4 separate regions of the Zea mays genome follow, and all the other regions are linked to region 2. The links are chromatin contacts, called in public Hi-C maps. All regions are on one chromosome and are shown on one strand. Each heading gives the region's core, a stretch centred on a gene start, on an enhancer-like site or on the middle of the called end of the contact. The rest is flanking DNA. Distances are from core to core; before and after follow the strand shown. Region 1 holds the start of LOC100280706. Region 2 holds the start of LOC100382678. Region 3 holds the start of LOC103650992 (WUSCHEL-related homeobox 9-like). Region 4 has its middle 19 kb from the start of LOC100382420.

The links. A called contact is a pair of places that touch in the nucleus more often than the background predicts.
Region 1: a contact with region 2 is called in a Hi-C map of tassel, with 2.9 times the contacts expected there. The contact joins the promoter of LOC100280706 here to the promoter of LOC100382678 in region 2. A contact is called at or near these places in 4 of 25 Hi-C or Micro-C datasets (bundle sheath, ear, leaf and 1 more).
Region 3: a contact with region 2 is called in a Hi-C map of bundle sheath, with 2.2 times the contacts expected there. The contact joins the promoter of LOC103650992 here to the promoter of LOC100382678 in region 2. A contact is called at or near these places in 5 of 25 Hi-C or Micro-C datasets (bundle sheath, ear, leaf and 2 more).
Region 4: a Hi-C map of leaf shows a contact between it and region 2, with 4 times the contacts expected there. The contact joins the enhancer-like site here to the promoter of LOC100382678 in region 2. A contact is called at or near these places in 5 of 25 Hi-C or Micro-C datasets (ear, endosperm, leaf and 1 more).

Annotation. Positions count from the first base shown.
Region 1 is chr3:182,788,922-182,792,036 of Zm-B73-REFERENCE-NAM-5.0, forward strand. It overlaps LOC100280706, which reads right to left and starts at 1,367. Exons shown (of 3, transcript NM_001367138.1): 1 at 771-1,367. The coding sequence starts at 1,242.
Region 2 is chr3:183,067,369-183,070,925 of Zm-B73-REFERENCE-NAM-5.0, forward strand. It overlaps LOC100382678, which reads right to left and starts at 2,074. Exons shown (of 17, transcript NM_001175402.1): 1 at 1,754-2,074; 2 at 994-1,093; 3 at 680-903; 4 at 526-588; 5 at 328-434; 6 at 136-242; 7 at 1-43. The coding sequence starts at 1,930.
Region 3 is chr3:183,346,689-183,349,792 of Zm-B73-REFERENCE-NAM-5.0, forward strand. LOC103650992 (WUSCHEL-related homeobox 9-like) reads left to right here and starts at 1,840. Exons shown (of 2, transcript NM_001319758.1): 1 at 1,840-2,254; 2 at 2,376-2,727. The coding sequence starts at 1,840. The coding sequence ends at 2,626.
Region 4 is chr3:182,684,362-182,687,490 of Zm-B73-REFERENCE-NAM-5.0, forward strand. No RefSeq gene overlaps it. Among protein-coding and RNA genes, the nearest start is that of LOC100382420, 19 kb to the left of the region's middle. Within about 2 kb of position 1,525, at least 19 of the 20 cell types and tissues checked have an H3K27ac peak or open chromatin away from gene starts, as enhancers often do. A contact at or near this core is called in ear, leaf and tassel, where this site is marked.

The DNA of each region.
Region 1 (3,115 bases), core at 117-2,616, 280 kb before region 2:
CAAAACTATGTCATATCTGTTCTGTTTTGCTCCTGGTCCATGCAGTTGATCTTTCAAACTTCAGCTACTAATGCACACAAAAGTATTTATATCCATCCCATACAATATTAGTATATTCCAACAACAAGCTGGTCATTAGATTTCCAATATGTATTAGCAATTACAAGCAACAGCAACTGTTGTTTGTAAACTTTGCGATTGCAATCAAAAAGAGAGTTGAAGTTCTGGAGCCAAAATCATCTCTGGACAATATATATGTGAGCAAATACATAACTAAACCACCATTGCATAACTTTCACTTGATGAAATCTGAACATAGCACAGAAGCCCTAAAAGAATAAAAAGGTGCTGCTATTGGAACAGCCATGGAATAAGTTGATAGCAATTTAAATACATGTGTTGCATAGCTTAAAACAAGCATCATGTCCTCCACATATATCGCCAGTCGCCACATAACTATGTAAAATCACATGACTTCCAATCAATATCACCACAAGAAATACAACCGTGCATTTAGTTGTAATAAAGAAGATTAATCCTTCAAAACGAAAAAAGAGATGTATCCTTCAAGGTAAGGAATCATCAGCATCGCACAGAACGCGCATTAATCAGAATCAAATAAAAATAAAGTAAAGAAAATACGGGTGTGCGAAAACAGCAATATAGTACATAAGGAGATGTACAAATCGACTTAAACTGGATCGAGCTTCCAATGACTTATAATAAACATTTTGCAAGAAAAGAGAAAGATTGGAGGATTTGCAACAAACCTTCCTGCTCATCGTGGAAGCGCGGATGCCGCGGTAGGTGGGACCGGGGCGGTGGGCTGAAGCGTCGGCGCTGGGGCGGCGGGCTCCCAGGACGCCGCCTCTCCGGCGGTGGCGGCAGCGGCGACCGGCGCCTCACCCAACCACGGGGAGGCGGCGGTGAGAAGTCCCGCCGTCGCCGCGGGGGCGAGGCCCCGCGGCCTCGGTGTCCGCCGGTGCTGGGAGAAAGCGAGCGGGCGGAGGATGAGGGCGGGGAGGATCCGCCGCCGTTCTCCTGTTGCTGCGGCGGCGGCCTGACAACGAGACTGCTGAGAGGGGCACGCGCGGGATGTGGTGGGGCGGGGGCAGGAGCGGGCGAGGGCGAGGGCGAGCGGACGGGGTCGGCCTCAGGCTCTGGCGTTCTTCGAGGGGGCGTGATGTCCTCGTACTCATCCTCGTCGTCTTCGACGTCGTCGCCCCTGCCGCGCGGCCTCATCTTGCTGCGTGTGGGGGTGCTACGGCGGCGGCGCTGCGTCCTAGGGTTTGGGGTACGGGGAGATGGGGAAGGGAGAGAGAGGATTGACCAAACAACGCTAGAGGGCCAAGTGAAATCAAGCCGCGGTTTCGGAGTGTATCCAACGCGTGGTTTTGAAGTCCAGCCGGAGTCCGCCCATTTTTTTTACCTGTTTCAGCTTTTTTTTCCTTTTTTTTTTGTCTGTCAGGCTATAAGAAGCTGTTACGAACTCTCAAACATCAAGGATGTAACAGGTACCTGAAACTCGAATATCTAATAGGTTTTACTTGATATAAAGGTGAGTCCGTGATGATTTTTTTACCCGCGAGTATGTTAATGGGCAACAACCTCTACCTGTTGGGTAGACGGGTACGGGTTAGTACTACCCATACCCGTTTACTCGTGGGTAAAATATATTTGTATCAATACTACTATAATCATCTAAGAGCACATATTAGCTAAAATAAAAATCCTTCTCTAGCCATCATTTGTCTAGCTACCAAGTTATGTAATCAAATATCTACTACTATTAAGACTGTAAGGTGGACGCTCGCGACACCATGCCCCCGCGTCCGTCTTTCCAAAGCCGCCTACGTCTCCACCCGAGATCCCGACCCACCCCCGCCTCCCCCGCCGCCGCGCCCGCCCTCCCCCGTGACAGCCGCCATGCACCCTATCTCCGTTGTGCTCGCACTTCCTCACCCGCGCGATTTGCACGCGCTCCCCCACACAACAGTCCTCGTGGGCCCTATCTTCGCCGCGCTCGCACGATGCACACGCGCTCCCTCCGCAATAGTTGTTGTGCGCCCTATCTCCGTCGTGGGCGCTCCCCCGCCACCGTGCTCCCGCACTCCATCTCTATAGCCGCTGTCAACCCCTCGCCCCCCGCGCCCGCGATCCCCCTCACGCGCCATGCGCCCGCCCCACCCACGCTTCCCCTGCACCGAGATAGCAGCGATCCTCCCCCACCCCACCCCACTCGCGACAGCCGCCCTGCATACGCCCGTCCCACTCGTGCTCCGCTATAAGAAGGTTGCCACTCCCTTGGCAATCATCCTGCTCCGTATTGCCACTTGCTGACGTCAAGCATTCCTCCATTGCGCAAGGTGAAAGCAAGTCGGAGCGTGCATCCACTTCCTCATCGGCTTGCTCCACCGTGGTGCCTGAAACCATCTAGGCCCCTGGTTGATTTTAGTGATTAATGACAACGTAATGTTATATGTGACTAACGTGTGTTTTGCAGAGACAAATGGTAAATTAGGTCGCATTACAGGTAGATGTACTACAACGGTGAAAAACAATCCCAGAGATAAGAACTCGAAGCGATGGCTAAAGCGACGAAACACAAAGTGAAGGTCTTCGTATTCCGAGTGTCAAGGAGTTGTGGACACTCGTGATATAGTTAGGTCTTTTATTTTATTTTAGTCGTACTATAAAGAGGGGTTGTCGATGAGTAGTTTGACCAAGAGAGTTCTAGTGTAGTGTTGGTGCATATTCACACTCACATATAGTGTTAGGTGACACTCTAGAACATACTCACAAGTTAGAACGAAAACCGATTTGAAAAACAGCAGAAAATATAAGTTAGGGTTTCTAGCCTTGGGGCACCGGACTGTCCGGTGCGCCCTCTGTCAGGTGGGGCCAGGTTGGCCCGGGGAAGGGTTTCTCCCGCGCAGAAACCCTAGAGCGCAAGGTTCACTAGTTGAATTATAGTGGCGCACCGGACAGCGCATCGGACCGTCCTGTGTGCCATCTGCCCAACAGCTAACTGTCAGAACTAGCCGTTGGAGTCGACCATTGGCGCACCGGTGGCGCACCGAACTGTCTGGTGCGCCCATGCGCAGAACGATGCTGG
Region 2 (3,557 bases), core at 824-3,323:
TTTGGAAGAAAACGATCTGCTAAGTCTATGGCATTTGCAATTCCTGAAAAATAGTGCTTATCAGTCAACAAATTGTCAATTGGTTCAGTGACATAAATAGCTAAGTGTAGATGTAAGTATTCTTCAAAACTTCACCTATGAGTATGCATCTAGAGAATGGACAAGTTGTGAGCATGAAAAGATCATGCAGCACAGCACGGTCTCTTGTTATTAAGTAGTCAATCTCATCCACGATGACCAACCTACAACAGCACCATGCAAGCCAGATAACATGATCAAAACAGCAAGAAAATCCCAATAATCATAGTGGATACAGGAGGTTATTACATCATTCTTCTTGGAGCTGAATCCTTGTTGGAAAACATGCTCTGAAGTTGGTGAAGTGGCGACAATTTGTTGCGTCCCTTCTTTCGGTTCTGAAATGTTTCTAGCATCTGCATTATAAAATTGGTCAGTATATACAGTTTTTTATTGCATTAGATAATCATCGATAGATCGACCCTATAACTGAGTAGCAGTTATTACCTTGCCAAAAATATCAGAGGTGTTTGCTAGGTTTGTACAATTGATTGTTAAGGCATCAGGTGTCTGCATTCACGCATGATTAACACACAAAAAATCCACATAAAACGCTCCAGGAACAGAAAGGTAGGGGGCATGAGGAACTATCATAGCATACCTCATTCCCCCAGCACACCAAACTATCCTTGATCTTGTTAATAGATAATGTCTTCCCTGTGCCAGGGCACCCGCAGACATAGAGACTACCAGCCTTCTCCTGCTCGACGCACGCCTCGCAGAACTCAAGGACACGCCTGAGCTCGTTGTCCCGGCAAACCAATTCAGACGACGGCACTGTCGCCACGTGCAGCGCCTCCTTCACAGCCCTCATCTGCGCGGCATCTGCGTGGAACGGCCAATTCTCATCAGGCCCCAAACAAGTCAACAAGGCAAACAAAATTGGCCGGCTAAAATGGAAATTGAGGGAATTACCTCGGGGGTTCCACTTGGGCTTCTCGGCTGCGACGAAGTCACCGTAGAGGCGCTTCCTGGAGGACTTGGGCGACGCCGAGAGCATCTTAGGCACGTGTACCTGTGAGACCGAGCAGTTGGTGTGCATTGCAAAGGGAAACAGACAACTGAAAAAAATAGCGGAGCATATCTGTGCATAGAGATGGCAATGGGTACCCGAAACTCGACGGGTTTTACCCGATACGAAGGCGAGTACGAGATGATTTCTCTACCCACAGTAATGTAATGGGCAAGATCCTTTGCCCGTTGGGTAGACGGATATAAGTACGGATTGGTACTACCCATACCCGTCTGTCCATGGGTAAATATACCCACAACAATAACACTATAATCATCTAATGGAGCCCATCTTAGTTAAAATAAAACTCTTACCCGTCTGCTCATGGGTAAATATACCCGCAACAATACCACTATAATCATCTAATAGAGCCCATCTTAGTTAAAATAAAACTCTTCTCTAGCTATCATTTGTCTATCTATCAAGTTATATAATCATATGATTTTATGTGAAGTTGGACTTGTTTTTATGTTTATTTAATATTTTGAGTGATTGATATATTAGGATTTAAGACTTTACTAGCGGGTATGAGTTAAAATTATCCGTGCAGGTATAGATATGTGTAAGATTTTATAGCCGCGAGCATATATGGATAAACTGACGGGTAGAATTTTTTAATAGATACAGATGTGCATCGGGGGTCTAGTAAGCAGTGGATCTTACAGGTCCGGTGCTGGCGTGCGGGTGTCGGTGAGGAGAGGTGTGCCGCGACGCGCCAGGCGACTCGCCGGCTCGACCTGGCGTCAGCCGGCGCTTGACGCTGCGCGGCGTGCTCGTCTCGGCAGGTAATGGGGTGCCCATGGGGGACGCGTTCGCCGTCGCGCTGCGGAGAGTCGGCATTGTGGGCTTGTGGCTCGCGGGGAGGGAAATCGGCGGTTACTTCGTGGATGGCATAGAATTTGGGGGGAGGAATGCTGGATGTGTACGGCGGTAAGAGGGAGACGGGTGGAGATGGAGGGGGCGGGGGCGGGGCGCGAAAGGGTTTTCGGCTTCGCGCGTGAACGCGAGAGCAGTAGAGAACTTTATCGCCTCATGGAACACGAGCTTGTGCATATGGGATGAGCAACACGAGCCGCTTCTCGGTATGTCCCGGCGTCACTTCACCTTGCGTGCTCACAGGCTGGGCCGCGTACAGCCCCCCTGGCGAGCCGGCCCGCGTGGCGCCCATCAGGGCCGTCGGGCCCTCCGCGTTCCGCGCAGCAGTCCATTTGGGTAGTGTGGGCTCCTTGTCCTTGGCATCCTCCCCGGTTGTGATCTGGTTTCGCGATCAACCGACCCCCGCGTCCCCGGCGCACGTGAAGGCGCGTCCGGTGGGGAAATTGAACGGAGGGAGGGGGCCAGGGGCAGGACAGCGGTCAGCAGACGTCCAACTAATCCCATTCCCAGCTGCCGTCGGCCCGGCCACGCGTGCCGCCCATCAGCCCATGCACCGGCTAGGGGAACGGATAACCCATCATAAAGTCGCTGCGTCCGGCCACGGCGTTGCCGCCGTCTCCGCGAGTGCGCCGAGCGGAACGCGGATGCCTTTTTTTCCCGATCGAGACTGGGCACGAGCTCAAAACTTGGTCGGAGATCGAACCGGTCCGATCCCTTTCTTCTCCTCCTGCACCGACGACGACGCTACGGCGGCGTTTGCGTGCAGACCTCGTTTCCTCTGGAAACAACTCCCCGGCGAGGGTTGCTCGGATACGGTCGACGGTTTACCGGTCTCGGCACGCGACTGGTCGAGGTCGCGAGGATGAAGTGGTCGAAGTCGAATGGTCAGAGGCTTGCCATGCCTAGCGCGCTGGCTCTTATCCGAAACTTCGGACGATGAGATGAAATGAGATGGGGCCATGGGGGCGGGCGTGATCGGCTGATGGCCGCCACAATCTTGCCTCCGTATCTATCGACGTCGACCCGTCTGGACGCGCGACGATTCCTCGGGACGTGACGTCACGCGCGCATCATGTCGGCGCGATGCGCAAATCCATAAATCATGGCCCTTGCCGAAATATGCCCGCGACGTGACGTGATCGCCGGACGCAAGGCTTGTTTGGTTTGTGGCTAACTGTGCCCCACTTTGCTTAAGGTTAGTCGTTCGAATTGAATAACTAACCTTAGGCAGAAAAGTTAGCCAAAGTGTGGCAATTGGGGTAACGATGGTGGGATCGTATCCAGTGCACAAGGGCCCCGCCGTGCACAAATGCATAAAACGAAATCTGGCCGTCCATTTTCCATCCAACGACATGACGCGCGCGGGGGGTTTTTCACAAAACAGACTCGGCAAGCTACGGATGCTGCAGGAGGGTTCATCTGCATATTTACGACGGCCGTTAGATGGGAGACGGACGACCAGGTTTCATTTTGTGTATTTGTGCACGGCGTGGCCCTTGTGCACTGGATACGGATACGATCCCAACGAACCAAACATGCCCGCAGTACCACCGAGTGCCGCAATTTTCGTACCTGGTGTTGGGCACGCTGA
Region 3 (3,104 bases), core at 590-3,089, 280 kb after region 2:
GCCATACCATGGTCTGGTCGTCGAAAAGCTCCGCCTCCGCGGACTTAACGGGTGTGGGTGTGACTGTGACCCAATTAAGCGGCTAAGCTTTACTGCTTTAGCTAGCTAGCTAGAGCCCTGAGCCCCCGCGCACTCCGGTCCGAACAAGCAGGGGCCGGGTCACGAGCGGCGGCGAGTGACGATGACGAGAGAGCTCTGGTGTCTCTTGTTTGTACGGCGCATGCATGAGAGAGGGACTGTTTCGCCTTGCTTAGCCTCTCGTACGTGCGGTCTCCTGGTTGTTGGAACGTGACTGATGACGATGCTGCTGCCGCGCCTTTTCGAGAGCTGGCGCATGGCGCTGATGAGACTTTTGCGCAAATTAAAAGCTAGTAGTAGGCTGCAGACGACAGGAATTCTGCCGGATCGAGTGTCACGCACGTACGGCGCTTGCGTTAACTCGCATGCACGCCGTCGTGATGATCGATCGGGACATGTTCCGTTGGCAGTACGCGTTCGTTCTTGTGGCTGTCGTCGGGCGCGCGTACTGCAGGCGGCTATCGATCGCATGGCCCCTCCCGGCCGCAGCTACTACTCACATGGTCAACAGTGTGCAGTTGCCTCACACACCAGTGGTACTGCGGTGCCTACAGTTAGCTAGTGAGAACGTACACAGGATCAGGAGACATGTGTCATGTGTGTATAACTGGGGCGGATTGATAGACGCTGGTTGACACAACACTCAAGGCAGACCAGGTAACATGTTACCCCGCCCCTGACATGCATCTCTTTTGAATCCCATGCATGCATGGCCGGGGCCGGCTTATCACACTAATTTTTGGCAAGCACTACTGACAAGTTTGACTCCAAGTCGGGTAACATGCATGCATGGGTGGAGAAATTGAAACCTCGCCAGCTACCAATATATAGTTAACTAACTCGCGTGCAAATACAAGCTCACTATACAAGTGACAAACTGGCGTGCGTCTTGCATGCATTGGCAATCGGTGTATAGTTTGCACGCCGCGCCGGCCGTTTATTCAAAGCAGTAGAGAGTAGAGACCAGTCGGCCGGCCGAGCGAGCTCCGCAGCAACCAGATCGCCGATTGCCCGTGCGCCGTGAGAGCCAGCCTGCTGGTGGTCCTCGCCGTCGCCGCGATCGATTCCCTTCGACTAGGTGGCGACCCATGCAAGGACAAGGAGCACACAGAGATCTCCATGGGGCGGCGCGCGCCCCGAATCATCACCCGCCACCGCGGCATTACTAGATTAGACTATTCAATGGACTCGGCAAACAGGGCTCATTCTAAGACATGGTGCTACGCGACAGGACGGCACTTAGATTTGCATGCATGGCTGGCGCGACCAAAGCCGCATTATCGATCGCGCGCTTAATAAGGATGTCGTCCGGCTGGCGCGCCTCGCGAGATCGAGCTAGCGTTTTGCTAAACAGTGGCAGCTTTTGCGCATGTCTCCCTCCCCACCTCTTCTTCTCTTCTCTCTCGCCCCAACGCGCCCAGTTCGAGAAAGGGAAACAAAAGGAAAGCACCGAGACCTTCGAATCCGCTACAGCCACTGCCACGAGACCACGGCCTCGGCCTCGGCCTCGCCACTGCCCCTGAGCCGGCTATATAAGGACCACTCCTGCGCATCTATTGATTTCAGCATTTCCTCTGACCAGAGGAAGATCCCGGAAGCAACCAAATCAGAAGCAGAAGCTAGAGCTACTAGTTTTTGCACTCGACCATCGATCTTTCACAAAACCACACATATAGCTTGCTTAACTGGCGGTGTAGTGTAGCTGCGATCGCTGCAAACTACAGGGTGTAGTGATCGTCGATCGGCTACATATCATATACCATGGAGGCGCTGAGCGGGCGGGTAGGCGTCAAGTGCGGGCGGTGGAACCCTACGGCGGAGCAGGTGAAGGTCCTGACGGAGCTCTTCCGCGCGGGGCTGCGGACGCCCAGCACGGAGCAGATCCAGCGCATCTCCACCCACCTCAGCGCCTTCGGCAAGGTGGAGAGCAAGAACGTCTTCTACTGGTTCCAGAACCACAAGGCCCGCGAGCGCCACCACCACAAGAAGCGACGCCGCGGCGCGTCGTCGTCCTCCCCCGACAGCGGCAGCGGCAGGGGAAGCAACAACGAGGAAGACGGCCGTGGTGCCGCCTCGCAGTCGCACGACGCCGACGCCGACGCCGACCTCGTGCTGCAACCGCCAGAGAGCAAGCGGGAGGCCAGAAGCTATGGCCACCATCACCGGCTCGTGACATGTAAGCTGCAGCACGCACGTACACATCGTACGTTACTAGCTACTATACTACGACAGCTGCAACGTATTACGTATATCGATCGTGCTGTTGACATCGACCCGTACGTGCTCCGTGCATGCAGGCTACGTCAGGGACGTGGTGGAGCAGCAGGAGGCGTCGCCGTCGTGGGAGCGGCCGACGAGGGAGGTGGAGACGCTAGAGCTCTTCCCCCTCAAGTCGTACGGCGACCTCGAGGCGGCGGAGAAGGTCCGGTCGTACGTCAGAGGAAGCGGCGCCACCAGCGAGCAGTGCAGGGAGTTGTCCTTCTTCGACGTCGTCTCCGCCGGCCGGGATCCGCCGCTCGAGCTCAGGCTCTGCAGCTTCGGTCCCTAGCTAGCAGCTGATCGACCGTCGACGCATGCATGCACGTACTGCGTGCTGCTGTGGCCTTGTCTCACGCATCATTGTGTAGTCCTTGGGTTCTAGCTAATACCGACATGAAAAGATGTGCGAGATGTGGAAATACTGTACGCATATATAAGCTGTAGAACGTACGCGCGTATCGCTGCCCTACCAAACGACGTACGTTGCATGAAGAATCTGAGAGGGTCAGGGAATGAGCATGCAGCTGCAGCTGCTGAGATTTCTACTGCCTTTTCGCTGATCTTTTCATCATGAGGCCGGATGCGCTGCGTGCCACTTTTTTTTTCGTTCATTTATGCTGGTGTGTGCCCTCATGGCCTCATATGCATGGCATACGGAAATGAAATAACCTTTGTGCTCACTAGAGTGATGACATTTCTAAATTCCATATCGCCGTTTCATATGTATTTATATTCATGCATGCATATGCCTGGCAATTCCTGTAATA
Region 4 (3,129 bases), core at 275-2,774, 380 kb before region 2:
CGTCTGCCCCGCCTAGACGTGTGTGTCCACGTATGTCCACCTGAACGTGTGTTAACGTGGACCTCCTCCTCTCTCGTCCCCTTTTTCCAGGAAGGCCCTGGACATCCCCTTTTATAGATACAAGGAGATGCCCAGCTGTACAATGAGGTGTAGCTATATGCTAACATGGCTGACGGAGAAGCGCCTTGAGCCCTGTACACGAGCTAACATGACCGTCGGAGAAGTGCCTTGAGCCCTGTAGAAGCACAACTGTCGGGCGGCATGGATTCTGCTGATGTTGTCTTGCTTCCGTAGGGAGCTGAGAACCCTCTGTAAAGCCCAAAATTTGTATCAGGAAAAATAAATAAAAATAATTATTTTTAGTGTTTGAGAATTTATGGAACCTTGAGAGACTATCTAGCTTTCTTTTGGTTGTGCATATTCAGATAAGGAGAATATATATAATCCTTATATGAGTTAATTTATTGAATAAAACATTTATAAACATCTTCTAAAATATCTAAGCTAAGGTATCTATTAACAAAATAATAAATATTAAAGATTAGTTTCTTAATATACAACGTGTGGGCATAATTGGTGTATTTACAATCATTTGACATAGATATGGTAAAATAAATAAATAAAATTATGTATTTGCATTCGTACTGAGTTCTTTTGTTGTTCATTAAAATTTGAGCGCAAATCCAAAACCAAAATTTAATGAAGTTTGAAATTCAGGGAATAGAATGAAAGCATAAATAAATAAAAAGAGGAAGACACCATTATGCGCTTGGGCCGATTTCCTTACTCGCGGACCATCTACTCCTTGCCCCATTCCACCACCGCGCGGCCCACATAACTCCCACGCTTCTCTCCCTCTGCGGCTGCCTGGTGGGCCCCACGGGATAGGTCCCCGCCGCACGGACTGTGTGCCCTGTGCCAGTGACTGATGGGACCCACGTCGTCAGCCAAGGTACCGCGCGCGCTCGAGATCTCCTTTCACTGTATCGCGGGCCCCACTCGTCAGACTTACCTCCCTTCTCTTAACAACCTCTGCTCAGCGCGCCGTGAACTCCGAGCTTCGTAACCATGGCGTGATCCCCGCACGGACTCCGCCCTCGGGGGTGTATAATTAGCAGCTCTCGTGGCGTCCTGTATCGATCGACTCGGAGCTAGGCGAGCTCTAGCGAAGATTCCACATCGCGTACTCCATTGTCGTGCGGCTATATCACCGAAGACCCAGAGAGAAATCGTGGGAGGAGAGAAAACTCGGCGCCGTGATGGAGAGAGATAGTGATCCGCCGTGGTGGTCGTGCGTCCGGGCAAGCACGTCGCCTAGCTCCAGTGGGGAGCGGAACCGTGGCCAGGCTCCCTCTCGGTGTTGTCCCGGTGGCCCTCGCAGCCTCGCTTGCGCGACCTGGGCGATAGGAAGAAGACGACGTGGGAGGAAGAAAAAAAATCAGCCTGGGCCATGGTGCTGTGACCAACGGTGGGGATTTGCTGATGCCTGATGGGTGTCGCGCCCGTGTGGATGATCTGAGTCATTGGTCACATGATGGGCGATCCAGATCGGTATGCACTTACCTCTCTGCGCCATCTAATCGGGATCGTATACTTCCAATCCAACGGTCCCTGTTGCGTTTCCCTTCGCGGGTACATCTTACTAAAGATTCCCTGAACTTCCTAGGAACCAACCCGCCATCCCGTGCCATTATAAGACCCTTACCGTTTAGTCCTAGAATTTATGCAGAACCCCCCTGGGCTTTGTTAAAATTGTGTCCGCAGTCTAAAAGCCTGAGGAAATTCAGAATTTATTTTAGAAAATGATTTTTAATACAAAAACAATACTAGAAAATTGTAAAATTCATATTTAATTCATGTTAGCTCCAAATTGATTAATTTCAGTTGCAATAATTTTGTTTTAATATTATCTATCACCTAGTATCTCTGTTTAGCCATAAAACTTGAATTAAAATTGTTTATTTGGATTAATCTATTCTAAGCACTAAATAATTTCGGAAATTCATAACTTAATAACCGTAGCTCCGAATTTAGTGGTTCTTGTTTCTACGATCTCGTTACGCAGCGTAGAATATTATTATGCAGCTTGTTCTTATGTTTGGTGTGATGTTAATTTTGCCTATACCATGTTTGTTTGTATTGCTACGACTAGCGTGAGGTCATGAGTCACCTGAAGATCATCCTGGTACCTGGAATCTCAAGTCCCAGGCAAGTTGTGCCCTTGATCACTTCTTTTACCCACTCATGTTCTAATTAATCATAATGATCTGCATAGGTTAATTTTGATGGGACCTAATAGGTTACCCTAGTTTGACTATCTTTATACCTTGTTCACCACTGAACTTTTTGGGTAGTACTTGCTAGTGCTATATGTGGATTTGGGTATAAGGATACACATTATTCATGATTATACTTTTGTTACCAGTTGTTATTTACTGTTCATGATAAGATCATTATGTTAATTGGAACATGGAGCAACCACCCGGGAAAACAGTGCTACCACAAGGGTTTATGGACGCCCTTGGCTGATTAATTAGGAAAGCTAGTGGAAGACTACCTTACCCGAAAGGGGCAAGGGCAGTAGGGGAGTGGTCAGTGTGGGGAGGTCCTTGGTTGATTTTGCTGCGATGGCGGTCAGGCGAGGGATCCCTGCATTGGAGCTTCCTATAAACTGTAGCGGGTTTTCTGAAGCTAGTGGAACTTTGTAAAGGCCTCGTAGTGTTACCCTGTCTCGCCTCCTCGGTAGAGGTGTATGGGAAGTCGCGATCCCTTGGCAGATGGGTAGCATGACTTGTGGGTAAAGATGTGCAACCTCTGTAGAGTGTAAAACTGGTATACTAGCCGTGCTCACGGTCATGAGCAGCTCGGACCCTCACATGATTAATTTATGGAACTAAATTCAATTTGTCATATGCATTGCATCGCAGGTGATGTTATTACTTTTATTAATTGGGTTGGTATTTACTTATACTTAGTAACTGCTAATAAAATTTTGACCAACTCTAAAAGCAATGCTCAGCTCTAACCATCCTCTTTGGTAAGCCTTACACTTCACGTGATCTCCCACCTTTGGCGAGTTCATGCACATTATTCCCCACAACTTGTTGAGCGATGAACGTATGTGAGCTC